2 separate regions of the Zea mays genome follow, and region 2 is linked to region 1. The links are chromatin contacts, called in public Hi-C maps. All regions are on one chromosome and are shown on one strand. The core of a region is the stretch at or near the end of the contact, and the rest is flanking DNA. Distances in the headings are between cores, read along the strand shown.

Evidence for each region. A called contact is a pair of places that touch in the nucleus more often than the background predicts.
Region 2: a Hi-C map of ear shows a contact between it and region 1, with 5 times the contacts expected there. The contact joins the promoter of LOC100285900 here to the promoter of LOC111347717 in region 1. A contact is called at or near these places in 9 of 25 Hi-C or Micro-C datasets (bundle sheath, ear, leaf and 3 more) and 1 of 3 datasets of contacts at active chromatin or transcription factors (leaf).

What each region holds. Positions count from the first base shown.
Region 1 is chr1:301,509,259-301,514,431 of Zm-B73-REFERENCE-NAM-5.0, reverse strand. It overlaps LOC111347717, which reads left to right and starts at 1,528. Exons shown (of 2, transcript NM_001357524.1): 1 at 1,528-1,739; 2 at 3,225-3,498. The coding sequence starts at 1,617. The coding sequence ends at 3,254. LOC100384415 reads left to right here and starts at 4,569. Exons shown (of 1, transcript NM_001176955.1): 1 at 4,569-5,173. The coding sequence starts at 4,650. The coding sequence ends at 5,135.
Region 2 is chr1:301,653,025-301,658,151 of Zm-B73-REFERENCE-NAM-5.0, reverse strand. LOC100285900 reads left to right here and starts at 1,376. Exons shown (of 5, transcript NM_001416213.1): 1 at 1,376-1,488; 2 at 1,574-1,628; 3 at 1,721-1,773; 4 at 2,860-2,929; 5 at 3,436-3,772. The coding sequence starts at 1,587. The coding sequence ends at 3,483. LOC100284988 (transcription termination factor nusG family protein) reads right to left here and starts at 1,127. Exons shown (of 5, transcript NM_001157883.2): 1 at 656-1,127; 2 at 1-93. The coding sequence starts at 1,063.

The DNA of each region.
Region 1 (5,173 bases), core at 279-2,778:
ACTGAGTGCTAATAGGTACTTGACAACGTAAAGTTGTCGTGATGGTTGCAAGTGATGATGATGAAGACTTTGTTAAGTGTATGTGTAGGCACCCAACAAAGCGATGTTCTTTGCCGAGGGCTATCTCAGAGACACTCGTTAAAGAAAGCTTCCATGGGCCCCATGCGTAGTATCTTTGTCGAGTGCTGTCTAAAAGACACTCTGCAAAAGAAAGTTTATGTGGGCCCCACGCGCAGCGTCTTTGTCGAGTGTCTGTGTAGGCACTCAACAAAGCAGCTTTCTTTAGCGAGTGCCATGGTCATAGAACTCGGCAATGTATGTTTTCTGGTGCCCAGATGTGCTTCCTTGTCAAGTGGCCTTTTGTGCTGAGAGTTAGACGGTCGGTCGGCAAAGCATTCTTTGTTGAATGTACAGTTATGACAAAGATAATAGTTGTTGAGTGTAGCCTTTCGCCGAGCGAAACACTCGACAAACCGTATCTTTGTGAGTGCCCGAGATTCCGCTTAATGACTACTTGTATAGTAGTCGTTGTCAGCACGATAAGCTTGAGAAAGTGATACTTTGAATTTTAGAATGACAAGTGCGAGCGAACAAATTTTTTTTTGGTGATTTTAAAAGGAAAATGTAATAGTAACTTTTTGTGGTTTAGGACATGTATGGTTTCTTCTACTAAATGTTAGTCGATGTCACATTAAATATTTGACGCTAGTTAAAAGTATTAAATATAATTCAATTGCAAAACTAACTATACAAATAAAAACTGAACGACAAGGTAAATCTACCAATCCTAATTAATCAATGATTTCCCCTTTAATGATACAATAAATATTTGCTAATCATGAATTAATTAGGCTTAAAAAATTGTCACTTTATTAGGTTTTATCCTTGTAATTAGTTTTGCAGTTAGATTATATTTAATACTAATAGTTTACATTTTAGTAAGATTATATTTAATACTAATAGTTGACATTTCAATATTTAATGTGAAACAAACTAAACTTTAGCCTCCAAAACTAAATACCCTTTTAGGGCTGGTTTAGTGAGAATGAGGTTGAGGACAATGAAAAACATGTGCGGTGTGTTTGCCGTGCCTCAATATGAAAGCTCCAATTTTGCTCCAACGTTTAGTTGGACCAAGAAACAAAATTGTTTGGAAGAGAGAAATATGCGTAGCGCGTCACACCGCTAGTCTAAACAAAAGGCATCAGCGTCCACTTTACAAATTCTATGTATTATTCATATGCAGCGGTCCCAAAATGGCAAAATGCCTGTTAATATAAAACCCATGCATTTTTGAACGGAAAGATCCATCCGTTTTATCAACCATTTGTTCTTCTACGCTGTTCATATATATATATATATATTTATCAACCTCATGCGTTTTCTCATGTCACTGGTTCTGAATCCTCCCTTGGCCCTTTATCAAGGAAAGAAGAACACAGGTCAAGCCCACCTCCATCCCACCACAGAAGCCCACCTGCAGGCCCAGCTCCCTCCCACGCCGGCGAAGCAGTGCTTTCGCCTCGCGTCTCGACAGAACCGTGACAGAAATCCCCATCCCAAGCGAGGGTTTTGCTGCTGCTCCAGCCGGACCCAGGACGAGAAGAAGCGGCGCGATGGCGGTGGGCGACCTGGCGTTCAAGGCGCTGACGGCTGGGCTGGGCGTCGCCACGCTCTACCTCGCCGCCACCTTCTCCGTCAACGTCTACCGCGGCCTCTCGTGGCACTCCGAGCAGTCCGTAAGACCGCCCTCCCCCCATCCCTGTCGATTTGGCTCCCGCCCGCTGATTCGCTGCGCCGGATTCGACCACGCCGGCGCAGTCACCGATGGGCCATTGAACACTGCCTCCCCGATTTGTCTTCTGGACGGACGCGAAGCGATTGTATTACCGTTTTTGCGAAGTGTTCACACGATAATTCAGGCAAACCTGTTTGCTTGCTGTGCGTTAGTGGAGTTGCTTAGGATGAATATGTTTGTTGTTCAGATCAGATGTTTTGTGTAAACATCAAGACCGGATTACTTCTCAATGTTCTTTGTAATGTGAGAACCAAATATCTGCTTTGATTAGTGACCATCTGCTACTTATTAAGAAGAATTCGACCATAGTCTTGCAAATAGGAATGAATGAAGTGGCTTTGTGGGTGCATTCACGTGATTGTTTTTTGTAAGCGTGGCGTGCTTCATTCCATGGTAGGCTTAGATAAAAACTGCCACTTTGGTTCATGTTATAAAAGGATGGAATGTATCTGTATTGCTGTGTACTTCTGTACCGCAGCTCTGCAAGCGTTAACATGATGATCCGGCATATGTAGGGGTGGTAACGGGCTCCAAATTTTACACTGTAAAATTTAAGGATTGGATCATATTTGGATCTTGATCTATTTCTATTCATTCTTGAACTAAAATTAATTAAGGGCTCAAACGAATTGTGAAGAAACATTTGGATCGAGATCCATTACCACCACCCCTAGGCGCACATATTTGCCATTTGTTTCATGTACGGGCAATTGGTGTTACAACTTACAAATTTATTTAACATATCTTTTTTCCAATATTAAGGTTATTGAGTGTTTGATGCAAACTGCAAAAATGGGATTATGGAGCTACCTGGGATGAACATCCTAGCTGTTTAGATAGGATGTTTGTATGCTGCACAGCTGCAGCCTAAGTGGAAGGTTAAATGAATTCTGGATGTTCTTCATGTTATAACTAATGTCTCATTTGGTTTCGATGCTCACATCTGGTTCAGTGTTGGAATCTGGGACCTTCCCCGATCCTCATTGCCCCTGAAATCTGATTAGCATGACTTATTTTTTGCTACAATTTCTTTGGATCTTTTTCTTTACATCCTACTAGAACTTGATGCACCTTTAATTGAGGTGTCAGCAAATCCTGGGGATCATTTGCTTGCAGTGCCAAGTTAGCGGTATTTGTATAGGTAAACCCTCTGTGAATGAATGCAGAATTCAGGTTATAGGCTGGATGCGATTTGAGCTTTAAAAGAGATTGCTTTTTAACAAACTGAACACCTGCACTCACAGGTGCTACATAAATAATATGATTTCATTTAGTCGAGTCCTGTATGTTCTAAAATATCCTTAAGCCCTGTGCTAGCATCTTGTGTTTGTTCTATTTCAAAGATGGTTTTTACTGTTCTTTGCTGTATTGCTTCTATGCATATTCTTTAGAGCCGTGTGTTAACTTGTGCTATTGTGCATTGCAGAAGCTAGAAAAGGCGAAAACCGAAGATTGAAAAAGACCAGCAAGCAGTTTTAGAGAGCAGATGAAAGGCGGGCATTTTTGTTGATGTCTTATCTTTCGTGTCAATTGTGTTTTTGCTTGTCCCGTAGACCTTTCAGGATATCTGGAGTGTATCTTCAAGTATGTGATATATATATATACGATTCAAGAACCTGTCTGGGATGATTATTCATCTTTCGGGACACGTCCTGTTTGGATCATTATATAACAACATCGCAAATGTCTTGTGTATGTAACATTTTTTACTCTGGAACTGCTAATGCTCAGTTAAGAAGTGGGGACACGTGTGTGTTTTTCCTCCTTTGCAGCCAACTTTCATGACATCTCAAATACTACTGAAGTAGTATTCGTATACAAGGTGAAACATCTGAGAAAGCATGTGATAGTATTAAGCATCAAACATTCTAGAGAAGAAGACCAAAGACCAGTTGTAATAAGTGAAAATTTTCAGTTCCTGAAGATGATTTATTTTAGACCACTTGTCTGAAGATTAATCGAGGAGATGTCATATATAACACAAGTGACTGCAAAGATTCACTCGAAGTATGATTCCACAAGCCACAAAGCTCTATAATCTGGATAGGATCCTTCACGATACACTAGATCTGATGAACAATTATATACATTAATTCCCATTGCTTCATACAACATCATCTTAATTTCCTGTCAGCATCTACATAGGGTAATCTCGAGTTGTCGATATGAATAACATCAAATAAAGTAAAACAACCATGCATACTGTGAATCTCCCTGTCAAGTGTTTACAATCAGCAGATTTTTAAACGGACGGCACGGTTCTGCTGCTCTGGCTCTGCTCGGCCGCCGGCTCAGCGCATGGTTGCTGCTGCTGCGGCAGCCCCTGCTCCTCATGGTCTCCCAGCATCAAGGTGGCGGCGGGGACCACCTGCACCTGCACGTCGCTGCTCTGCTCGACCGGTTCAACGCATGGCTGCTGCTGCAGCGGCAACCCCTGCTCCTCATAGTCTCTCAGTATCTCTAGGAAACCTTTCCGATAGACATTGTTGAGCCAGTCGTCGAAGTAGTCGAGCTCCGCCACTGCTGACTCAATGCGTCGACTCTGTTCCTCCTCGCCTCCGGCCATCAGGGGATCCCCGCCTTGTTCATGACCATGAACATAGCAGGGCATCAAGGTGGCGGCAGGATCCACCTGCACCTGCACGTCGCTGCTCTGCTCGGCCGGTTCAATGCATGGTTGCTGCTGCAGCGGTAACCCCTGCTCCTCATTGTCTCCCAGTATCTCTAGGAAACCTTTCCAATCGACATTGTTGAGACAGTCGTCGAAGTAGTCGAGCTCCGCCTCTGGTGACTCAACGCGTCGACTCTGTTCCTCCTTGCCTCCGGCCATCAGGGGATCCCCGCCTTGTTGATGACCATGAACATAGCTGGGCATCAAGGTGGCGGCGGGGTCCACCTGCACCTGCACGTCGCTGCTCGGCTCAGCGCATGGCTGTTGCTGCTGCTGCTGCTCCCCATCGACATTGTTGATGTTGAGCAAGTAGTCGACGTTGGACTTGCCCAACTCGCCTCCGACCATCCGGGGATCATCCATCGTCGGGTAAGCAGTAGCACCGGTGAAGATGGCGCCGGCGGGGTCCTGCATCTGCTGCACCTGCACGTCGCGGATCACCTTGGTTGGCGGCGCCTCGGGGTGATCGCCTGTCGCCGTCCTCTTGGAATTGCATTTCTTCTTGGCCAGAGACGAGGACGAACGGTGCACCTTGCACAGCACGTGGTCGCCGCCGCCGCCCTGGGTGTCGTCGTACTCGGTCATGTGCCATCCCATCCTGTCGAAGCGATGGCGATGCCGACCCGACGTCCCCTCGTCCTCCTTCTCCTTGCGGCCGTAGGATAAGCTGCAGAACGTGGCGCCGGGCAAGCCCTCCACGGGCT
Region 2 (5,127 bases), core at 127-2,626, 140 kb before region 1:
CAGAAAGACCAACCCGGCATGCAGAGGCTTCGATTTAACACTGATTGCACCACTTTTTAATCTCCTCTTTACTTGGATTGATGGATTGTAAATCTGCAGGTAACTTTTGTGAGAAACAAAATGCTGAAAAGAAAATGGTTTGCCACTGAAATAGTGAAGTCATTCAGATGGACTAGTACTAAGGCATTTCCTATAAGTCTATGATAAACAGTAATCAGGAGAACTTCATTGTCAGCAATCAGCATTCAGATTCGTACTAGATCTTTTACTCCAAGTTTCTCCACAATTAAGAATCAAATCGACAATCTGTAATCTTAATGTAGATTTTCTTGTCACAATGATTATACTGTCCATGTAAGAGAGTCACAGTTGCAAGTTTGTAAGACATAAGTACAGTTTCACAGTTAATATCCTCAATCGCTTTAAACGTAGTAATCTAAGATTCAAATGTTAGGTGTGAAATTATATAAGCCGCACGAATACTGCAGCGTAATGTTGCTCATAAGTCATAACATAATCGGTATGAATGTGACGCGACAGCCTAAAATTACGCCAAGTGTTCGGCCTGCAAAATGCTCGTCAGGGAGTGCTTAATTCGCCGCACGAGAGCAATCAAGCCAACTAACTAACCATCAAGGACAGGAGGAAGTGAGACCTTGAAGGGGACTTCCGAGTAGCGCCGTGAGATAGCCTTGGTGAGGAGGTCGACGTAGTCGGTGCCGGGCGCCATGGAGACGCGCACGAGCCACCACTGCGGCCCCAGCTCGGCGAGGAGGTCGAGGTTGAGCTCCTCCCTCCACGAACGCTTAGGAGGCTTCTTCCGCCGCCGCGCTGGCTCGTGGATCAGCCGGTCCTGCACCTCCTCCTTCCAGTCCGTCGCACGCAGCTCCCGCCGTTCCCGACGCTGCGCTCGCTTTTCCCGCGCCGTCAGATCGCCCCCTGCATTTGCGGAAGCCGAAGCAGATAGACACACCGGTGCGGGGAGCTGAGACGCCGGCGCCGGCGCCGGCGCGATAGAGCAGCGGCACGGGAGCCGGAGGAGCGGATAAGCCAAGCTGCTCATGGCTAATGGCGTCTTCGGTGAGGAGCGAGCGGTTTGGATTTTGGAAGACGACGACTAACGTTCAGGCCTTACCCATGGACCCCGGTTGCAATTGCAAGTGAGTATACTTGGGCCTCGAGGCCATCGCCCCATTGGGATTCAGGACGATGCTGGTTTCTGGGCCACAGAATACAATGCGGGCTTTCCGATGGACTTTTTTGTCAGTGAGCTGGCCCTCAAGCCATGTGGCCTATTCGTGTACGGCCCATGTGAGAAGGCGCGCACCTGCTCCTCACCTGTGTTTGCTTCCGCCGCCGGCAAGGAAGAAGAGAGCAAAACCCTAGCTAGAGTTGGCGAGTGGGGGTGGAGGCGCGGCTGCTCGTCACGACATCGAGTTTCAGCGCCGCCCGCGAGATCCCCGGATTTCGTTCTCTACCCCTGTTAGGGTCTGCTTCCCGTGTTGCTTCTCAGCTCCACCCCTGACGTGTTGTACTGAGTTTCTGCTCTGTTGGTTCGCTCTGTTCTTTGCAGGAGAGCTGCGGCAATGGCTGGGAAAGGCGGGTCGACCAACTTAGAAAAGGAGCAGGTAGATTGGTACATCTGGCTTCTTTTTTGGGTTTCGGTTTCTGGATTTGATGCTATTGCTCAAATTGGTGCTGTGCGCCTTTCACCGTACAGATGTTTGGGATGGCGGAGAAGGAGATGGAGTACAGGGTTGATCTTTTCAACAGGTTAGTGATATGCTTCTTGCTTGCTCGAGATCATTAGTTCGCAACAAGTAGTACCATTTTATCTCCTCATTTCCAACTAACTGAAGGAATTGAATATGTTCCCAAGAAAAGGTGAATGTGGTGGCTTTTCCTAAATAGTCATCCAAATCCTCAGACAATTAGGCTTGAATCTTCCATTATCTGAAATGTTAATCAGTTAACGTAATCTTAGGTTGTTCCTGGGCGTCAGAAATGTGTGTGATGTTTATGTTAATTAACAACTTAACAGTTGAACAACTCTACACTTATATTATATCACTCCTCTCAATCCAGGTCTTTTACAGGTGAATCATTTAGGTTTTTGTTTGATTTATTTATGCTTGTTCTGATGTGTCTTTATGCTTTATACAGGCTTACACAGACCTGTTTTAACAAGTGCATTGAAAAAAGGTACAGATATTATCAGGTTACTTTTAAAAATCTATTATTTGTAGTCCTGTTGGCACATCCTTATTTCTATGTAACACATAATGTTCTACAACTACAACATAGCCTTTTGTTCCCAGCAAGTTTGGGTAGGCTAGAGATGAAACCCAAAAGAAATAAGGATAGAAAAAAAAGACACTGAAAGGGTAAAAAGAAAGACGGTAGAGTTAAGGGTAAACAGAAAAAAAAGACAAAGATCATGGTTCGGACACGTTGATTACTAGTCTCCAAGCGCGCCCATCCTTAGCTAATTCCATGGAGATATTACACTCCTTAAGATCTCTCTTAACCACCTTGTCCCAGGTCAATTTAGGTCGATCCCTACCTCTTTTTATATTATCGACCCGCTCTAAAACTCCTCTACGCACCGGTGCCTCAGGAGGTCTCTCTTGGACATGTCCAAACCATCTCAACTGATGTTGAATCAATTTCTCCTTTGGATGTAGATATAATGGTCTATGGTGTTAAATATGGATAATCACCAAATAATTTAACTAAGTTGCAATACATTACACCTCAGGCTTGGAACTTTTCATGGCATGTTAATTGATAGTCAAGAAGGATCTACCCATATGTTAGATTGAGCAATGGTTTTTTCCCTGTGGATTTGTTTTATTTCAGGTATAAAGAAGCTGAGCTCAATATGGGCGAGAACAGTTGCATTGATCGATGTGTTTCAAAGTATTGGCAGGCATGTTTGTTGATACTCTCTCTTTGGCCTTCGCGGATTCATTTTTATGCTTATTCCTAGACTATGGAGTACATCATAACTTGACTGTGCACTGCTTGAATTTGTCAAAACAAATTGTTCTTGGTGGTGTCTTTCCTACTTTAGGACTTGTGTTGGAAAAGAATGTTGTATTTCTAGTGTACCCCAGCACCTGCTTATTGTGAACAAATAGTTTGTGACCTCCATCTGCAAACCGCAGATGCCTGGAGATATGCTCGATCTATGTTTTTTTTTCTTTAGCATGGTGATCTTGATGCAGTAACATTCACTTTATATATCTAAAGTAACAGTGCTACTTGCAGATTTATAGTTCTGCTTATTCCATAGCACAATAGTTTTCCTGCTGCTCCACCTCTGCCCGATTACCCATGTTGATATACTGGCAATAATTCTCCCATTTGATATGTGATGTTTTCTGGTTTGTGTCTCACCATATTAACCCTTATATTTTGGGCAATTCTTTTCAGGTGACTAATTTAGTTGGTCAGATGCTTGGAAACCGGCCTCAAATGTGAACTGAGAAGCACTCGTTCCATTTTGTAGCAGAATTCTATTGCTCTGTTTCTTCTTTTTGGTTGGTTGTAGAATGCCGCACCTGTTCTAAGTACACCAATACAGCAACAGACATGCTACTGCGTGGACCGCTTTAAAGAAAAAAAATCAGTGATGCGCATTCTCTCTGAATCATGAACTGTAATAATTTGATACAGCTCTAGGGCAATTCTGTTTCGAAAGCTCGTCCTGTTTCGTAGTAAAATTCTGGATTTGTGTTCCTCTGAGGTAATTAGAGTATAATATTTTTCTTTGCGAATCAAAATAGTAGTCTATGTATATCATCCACAGTAAGGTTGTTAGGATCGTTTTTTCCTGACAGCGTTGGATTATATCAATTATTATTTATCGTCAATCAGATATAATATGTGTATCAACACAGTAAGGTTGTTAGGGTCATTTTTTTCTCACGTGTTCGGTAGCTTTTGACATATTAATAGCCAATATTTTCTTTAAGAAAGAATCTTGTTTAGTGAACGGTTAACATTATAGTCAGATTAATTTTGTCCTCAGTAGCATGTAGTTTTTATTAATGCTACGATCTTGGGAGGAGAGAGGAGTCAATGGTAGCGGTGGCACGGGGGAGGGGGTGTTGACGGCGACAGCGACGTGAGTCAGGGGATGCAGAGACATGGGAGGAGAGAGGGATAGGGGTCACGGGAGAGGGATGAGGGATTATTCAATAATATTAACAATTGGATTTGAGTAAGGAAGAGGAGATTATCTAGCGATCTTAAATGTTGTTATGATTGTGTGTTAAGTCTGGGCATGATTTGTTTGATGGATTTAGTAGCGGTTATGGGTGTGAGAGTGATTTGGTTGGGTGAGTTTTGTAAAGTTTTAAAGTAGTGGATTATATAGTAGTATAGATAAGAAGAGATGAACATGCTTGTATTATAAGGTGATACCTTGGAATATGTTGTTCTTTAATATAAGACCCCGTTTGTTTCCCTTCATTTTGAGGAATTGAAATCTAACTAATGGAGAACTAATGGAGTAGGCTATTTTTTAGAATGTGACATTCCACAACTTTCTAAAGTTTATATATTAGCATATCTCAAATTCATGGGGTGAGAGATGAAAATTGTTTCTATAGATTTACACGCTACTTTTCTAATGTACAACTTATAGCAGACTTTTCTACTTGCTTCTCTATAGAATAAGTATAATGTATAACTATCTCTTTCATATGGTTTAGGATAATATAAAAATATATTACATATACAAATATATTAACTTAATTAGATTGTGTCTAAATTATGATTTTTAGAATGAAATTCAATTCCAACAAAACAAACAAGGTCTAAGATCATGGTGGTAGTCTTTCATTTTTAGGTGTGTATCTGTTGACACCTTTTTGGAGGCGCCAATCACTCAAAAGAACCAGCGGCGGTGCTCTCTGGTCAGGCGCGGACGGTCCGCGGCCTGGGGCCGGACGGTCCGCGACCTGGCGTGAGGCGGCGGTGCTCTCTGGTCAGACACGGACGGTCCGCGGAACAGGGCCGGACGGTCCGCGACCTGGTGCAGGAGCTCGGGTTCCCTGCCTGACGGCCGGACGGTCCGCGCCCTAGGGCCGGACGGTCCGCGCGTGCGCAGGGGCGGCGGAA